Linked DNA regions of Mus musculus: region 2 is linked to region 1. A link is a contact called in public promoter capture Hi-C data. All regions are on one chromosome and are shown on one strand. Each heading gives the region's core, a stretch centred on a gene start, on an enhancer-like site or on the middle of the called end of the contact. The rest is flanking DNA. Distances are from core to core; before and after follow the strand shown. Region 1 holds the start of Tsc22d3 (TSC22 domain family, member 3). Region 2 holds the start of Psmd10 (proteasome (prosome, macropain) 26S subunit, non-ATPase, 10).

Evidence for each region. Promoter capture Hi-C pulls out the DNA fragments that hold promoters and counts their contacts.
Region 2: a contact with region 1 is called in a promoter capture Hi-C map of neutrophils. The contact joins the promoter of Psmd10 here to the promoter of Tsc22d3 in region 1. A contact is called at or near these places in 3 of 39 promoter capture datasets (neural stem cells, neutrophils and pre-B cells), 1 of 484 Hi-C or Micro-C datasets (embryonic stem cells) and 1 of 115 datasets of contacts at active chromatin or transcription factors (astrocytes).

Annotation. Positions count from the first base shown.
Region 1 is chrX:140,599,061-140,601,980 of GRCm38.p6, reverse strand. It overlaps Tsc22d3 (TSC22 domain family, member 3), which reads left to right and starts at 1,459. Exons shown (of 4, transcript NM_001077364.1): 1 at 1,459-1,544.
Region 2 is chrX:140,955,183-140,958,307 of GRCm38.p6, reverse strand. It overlaps Psmd10 (proteasome (prosome, macropain) 26S subunit, non-ATPase, 10), which reads left to right and starts at 1,597. Exons shown (of 5, transcript NM_016883.4): 1 at 1,597-1,754. The coding sequence starts at 1,641. Atg4a (autophagy related 4A, cysteine peptidase) reads right to left here and starts at 1,401. Exons shown (of 13, transcript NM_174875.5): 1 at 1,337-1,401. The coding sequence starts at 1,346.

The DNA of each region.
Region 1 (2,920 bases), core at 210-2,709:
TCTGTGTCCCAACTTTATTTGCTCTTGATCAGTCTTGATATGTTGGGCAAATCTGTCCCGAATTATTAACAATACTTCTTGAGAGCAAGGACTACACAACAGGGAAATGTCAAGGGGACAAAAATCTTGAATTTAATGGTGCCAAATGTCAAGAAGAAAATACTTCCACCAGGGCCTCATCCCAAGGTTACACAAAGATAAGAGGGCTCAGGCAAACATAGAAGCAAAAGGTCTAGCTGTTCCCAAAACGCAAATAAACATTTATGGAACTAATATATTTTATTATAAGAGTTAACATAAAATAATTATAAACAAGAAGGAAAATAATAAACACTGTAATTAAAAAACAATTCAGAAGGCTATAAATCTACACAATGCAGATGAAATTTTATATTCTACTACCTCCTCTGGCTTTTATCCAAGAACATTTAAAAAAAAAGAAGAAGGAAATACAAGAAAAATGACGTGATGGGCTTTTAAGAGAAAAAAATAGAAGTTTCATAGTCTATGGGGATGTATATATACTCGGGTATAGTGCTTTACGCAATAGCCACAATCCTCTTTCATCCTGGGCCTTGGGATCCTCTCAGGAACTGGAGATACAGCACGATTTGGGGTCTCTAGCCACTATAGCACAGAGTACTGCCTTCCCCAGTTACCCATATTTTGGGCCTCATGTAACAGTTGCAAAGAGTGGGAAACAGGAATTAGTTGGCTGCACTTTGCTCCTAATTAATTTCAGGGGTGGCTTGAAGGCTCGTTTTATGTGGCTTGTGTTTTTTGAGACAATCTCACTGTTTAGTTCAGCCTGGCCTGACACAAACAAGCCTGCTTCCGCTTTGCGAGTAGCTGGGATCTTGGGGTGCGCTCTGCCACAGTAGTCTAGGAAATTTCAAACGTATTTAAGTCACATTTATCAGGGTTCAGGCAACTGGAACTTCAGCTTTCTTAAAACTGAGCAACTCTTGCCCCGGCTTGGAGTCCCAGTGGATTCTTCCACCAGGAGGCACCTGTAGTGTCCCGCTGAGCGGCGGAACCTTACACGGGAACAGAAAATAGTTCAGGTTTTGGGCAGAAGATGGCAGCATATACTGCTGTATTTCAAATGCCCTGGGTTCTTGAATGAAGCAAATGAAGGGGGCGGAGGGGGGTTGTAAAGGAGTAGGAATAAATAGAAATTTATTTGGGTTTTATATAAAAACCCCCTGAATATTGTGAACGGGTTTTCATTTGTCCAAGACTCAAAAACTGCTCAAATGCTCCGCATTCGACATGTTCTAAGTTCTGAGACATTCTAAAAAAGCTGTCTTACATGGTCACCTTGCGCGTCCCCGCAGCTCAGACAGCAGGGGCATCACCCCAGGGCACCAGGCTGGCCCCTATATGTGCCCTTTCACTATACCTCCGCCCCGGGTTTATTCTCCCAGATCCCTCCGCCGCCATTACGGGACAGACGCATCACTCCCCTTCTCACTCTGCGTGCGTGCGGGCTGCTGGGCAAGTCTCTCGAGGGGTCGACGGAGCCGGTTTACCTGAAGTGGCAGGTAGGGGGCTTTGGGACGCGAGGGGACAGCTTTCTGGGGTCGGGGCGCATGGAGAGAGCAGCCAAGCTGAGTGAGGAGAAAGAGGGGCGCTAAGGTGAGGTGCGGGGAGAGAAATCAAGGAGGGAAATAAGAGGGGAGGGGGTCAAGGCGCGAACGGAGAAATGGAGGCGAGGGCCGGCCAGAAATGGAGGGGCGCGGCGACACACGGGAAGGGGACAAGGTGGGGGAAAGTAAGGAGTGACCCGGCCCAACATGGGAAGAAACTTAGAAAAAGACGCCCGGTGCCCAAAATAGCGGGAAGAGCGGGAGACGCGCGGCGAGGGAGGAGAGGCAAGGCCCGGGGGAGCCCGCAGCGCGGACAGCGGGGGACCGGGAGTGATGGCGTCGAAGGGGACTCGGGGCTGAGACCCGGGGTGGGGAGCGAAACAGAGCTCAAGAGGAGGGGGCGGAGGTGACAAGTGAGGAGGAGCGGGCTCGGGCCGCTGGGGACTCGGTTCTTGGGAGTTTGGAGTTGGGGCATTTCTCAGGTGCTTGTGTTTTCTGGCACTTTCTGGGGGGTGGCGCCGCCGCCGCCACAGCCACCGCCGAGGCCTCGACACTTGGGTCTCTTGGCGCTTCCCAAAAAGAAAAAGAAAAAAAAGGAAAAAAAAAAAAAAAGAAAAGCCGGGCTGCATGGCGGGGCGGGCGGGCGGCGGTTTAAAGGGCCGCTCTCGGACGGCCGCCCGCTGACTCGGTGGCTCTCGACAGGGCCGCGAACGCCGGCGCTCCGGGGGACACCCCCCTCAGCGAGCGGTGGCGGTGGCGGCAGCGGCCCCGGCGGCGACCTTTGGCCCACTCGGGAGAGCCCTCGAGACCCCGTGCGGTGAGGGGGCGGGGGCGCTGCGTGAGTCTCAGGCGCGGTGGGGGCGGGGAGACGGGCGGACAGATAACTGCCGCCGGCCGGCCAGGGCCGGACAGGAGAGGAGCGAGCGGCTCCGCGGGGGACACCAGACGACAGCGGGAGGCGCGCGCTGCTGGACGTCCCGGCCATTCAGGCGGTGAGCGCCAAAGCCACCCAGCGCTGCTGAGGCGCGCGTCGCGGGGGAGCCGCTTGAGGCGGGCTCCTCAGGAGCACGGGCGTGCGAGTGAGCGGCCGGCGGGCGGGCGGGCGGTGTGGGGAGCGGAGGGAGGAGAACTCCGCGCGCCAGGGGGCCCCCTCAAGCTCCGGCCGGGGAGGCGGCGGCGAGTGGCAGAGGCGGCGGCGGCGGCGGCGGCGGCGGCAGCGCGTCCTCCGCCTGCCCCTCGGGGCTCATTTACATGCTGTCACGGCCCCGGCGCGGACTCCTGAGCTCGCGGCTAGCTCACACGCTCGCCCTTGGGCCACCGGCCGCGGCCGC
Region 2 (3,125 bases), core at 348-2,847, 360 kb before region 1:
AAAGGAGAGGAGAGGAGAGGAGAGAAACCAACACTCTTAGAAGCTGAATCAGGTCACACACAATCAATAAGATGCAATAAAATAATTAGTATTTAAAAGAATATGTTCCTGGATTATCAATATTTGGACATAACTTACTGCATGAAAACATATTTTCAAAGAGTTTTCTAAAGATTAAAAAGAACATTTGGAATAAATTTTAATGATAGAAAATAGCAACTTTAAACATCAGCTAAGCAAACAGTACTTCCCTCAAAGAATTCCGTTCTCTTAGTATTTCTGTGTTAAAAATAAATTTCACTGGGGTCTGGAAAGATGGCTCAGGGTTTAAGAGCACTGGTTGCTCTTCCAGAAGACCTGAGTTCAATTCTCAGTACACACATGGCAACTCACACTGTCTAACTCAGATCTCAGAGGATCCAACATTCACACGGTGTACAGACACACATGCAGGCAGAAAACACACTCACACAAAATTTTAAAAAGCTAAAAGCATTATATAAACACATACTCCACTATTATTATATCCCGAATTTCATCAATTAACATTTGTCATAACTTGTGTTCTCGAGTTGGTTTTATCATCTGTCCTGCAAAGCTTAAAATAACTATGATCTGGCGTTATATAAAAAGTTTGCTAAGCCCTGTTCTATACCATAACAAAGGAGACAAACTTCATCAGTCACTTTAAAAAATATATCTTTAACATTTTTCTAATGTCTTTTTTGATATTTTCTATAAAAGATAAGCCTTGCATCTCTTCTGCTGCAGCACTATTTGGAAATTCACCTTTAAAAAAAAATCCACATTGTTAGCTTAGCAATCTAGCAAAGTCTCGATGGTAATTGCCATTACCATGTTATTAAAGTGACAACATCATATACCCTGATATCCCTAAGGTGACCGCTGTTACTCACTGAGGTCTCTTAGGTATCTAGTGGCTCCTATGGCATCACACCCTGTCTTTAGCATCATTCTGGCACATCACCTCTGTATGGTGTAATGTATAACCTGTGTTGTAGCAGAGCCTTACTCTGATGCCACTCCGGAGAAATGCCAGAGTAACTAGCCTGTGCTTCTTTCCACTCCTTAAACAGTGGTAGGGAGGGGGAGGGTAGCTACAGTCAATGGTTCAAGCTCAGAGGTAGTACTCTGCTCCAACTCTGTCCCTTCCGCCTGCCACTGCAAGTGAGGGCCCCGAGGGACAAGATCTGTAGGATCCCAGAACTCTCTTGCGCTGCTACAGTTTTCATTTCATGTGGCCAACTTACTGGCCCACCAAAGACCACCCACCCTAGCTTTTTCACACAGTACTACCAGAAGCCGCTCCCATTACCTGACTCCATTCTCCAGCTGTCATCCTGGGCCAATTCCACCGGCAACTTGACTACGGCTTTCTCTAAGGATTCTGGGACTTGTAGTTCCACTTTGCTAGGACCCGGAACTGAGTGACTTCCAAAGACGCCTCCAGGCCTGGATCTGCTTTCAAACTGCAACTCCCAGAAGCTCCAGGCTATGGGCGGGGCTACAAGGAAAACAAAGATCAGTGATTGGAGAATTTCTAGTACTTTGATTGGTCGCCGGAACAGGAAATGCGAGTGGGCGGGGCTTGAGTTTCACGGAGGTCTTGGGAAGGCGAAATGGAGGGGTGTGTGTCTAACATAATGATCTGTAACCTGGCCTACAGTGGGAAGCTGGATGAGTTGAAGGAGCGCATTTTGGCTGATAAATCTCTGGCTACTAGAACTGATCAGGTAAACCAGCCCGAGGGCTTGTCGCCTAGCAGCGGGTGTCAACGAAGCCCTACATGGCTTCCGGGTCCTAACTTGGTGTGAGGCCACTTCTGCGCTCCTCCCGCCCACTCCTCCCTCTAGTAGCCTTGGGTTAAAACACGACTCCTGGTCCAACTGTAACCCCTCAGAGACTTTGGGACAGGGTGGGGAGGGGAAGCTAAGCTTGCTGAATTTCATATATTTCTAGAACACCCACCGCTTTTCTCAGAAATTTCCAGAGTTAAGAGACAGCGCGATGGAGATCTGTGAAAAAAGCTTGTTAGGTGGATTTTTCTTTAGTTGTAATCCCAGTCAGTGGCCCACGAGTAACCAAATGCCCTTTGTGTGTATGTCAGGAAGTTTGAGAGGAGCTGGGAATTTCAGTCAAGTCGGAAAAAAACAGGCATAAATGAAATAACGGTACATGTCTTATTACATATTTTAAATCCCCCAGAAAGAAGTTTACATCATTTCAGAACATAGAAGGAGAAGACATGATAGGAATAGTTGGGAAGGGCTTTGTATAGAAGGGGAGGTGATTTACACTGTGAAGAAAGAATGGGGTTCCATGTGGGGCGAGTGAACTGTGGCAAACAAAAGAGAATGGACATTGGGAAGTATTTCTGTTCAGATCAACTAAGTCTCAGGTTTTTATTGTGACTTTCCAAATCATAGGTTGCCTTCTGTGTTGAGAGGCAAGTGTTAAACATTAGTAAGACAGTACATCATACTTCAGAACTTCCATGTTGTCTCTTTTAGAAGAGAAATCGGAGAGACTGCTTTTTTTTGTCCTGGAATTTTCCTTTATTACTCAACAGTAGAATTCCCCTATGTTCACCGCGTTTGCTTTTGTGATGGTCTGGTGATGTGGTTTAAATTTAATAACGTGTATTAAGACTTAATCCACTAAAAATAAGGAGTCAGTGACATAAAAGAGACTGCTAATCAGGATTAAGAAGTTAAATACAACAACCAAATGCAATTAATTTATAGACTTTATTTGCATCCAGATGTAAACCACCTGGAAATGGGCTTATAGGAGACTATTGGTTTTAAGTGGGATAATTTTTTTTACTTTATGTAAATTTTTTGTTGTTATTTAAGATATGATCTCCCTATGTAATCCAGGCTGTCCTTCCAATGAAGATCCTCCTGTCCAGCCTCCCAAGTTCTGGAAGGTTTGCATTACCACCATGACAAAGAGTTAAGGAATGTCACTTTAAAAGGTCCAATAATGATCTTGTGCTTGTTTGTTTTACAAAAGTGATTTTATTTTTTAGGTGCTGAAATAATTAGAGGTGAACAGTCATGGCCTTTAGGATTCTGTTTTAAAGAAACCTCGGCAGGACTGCA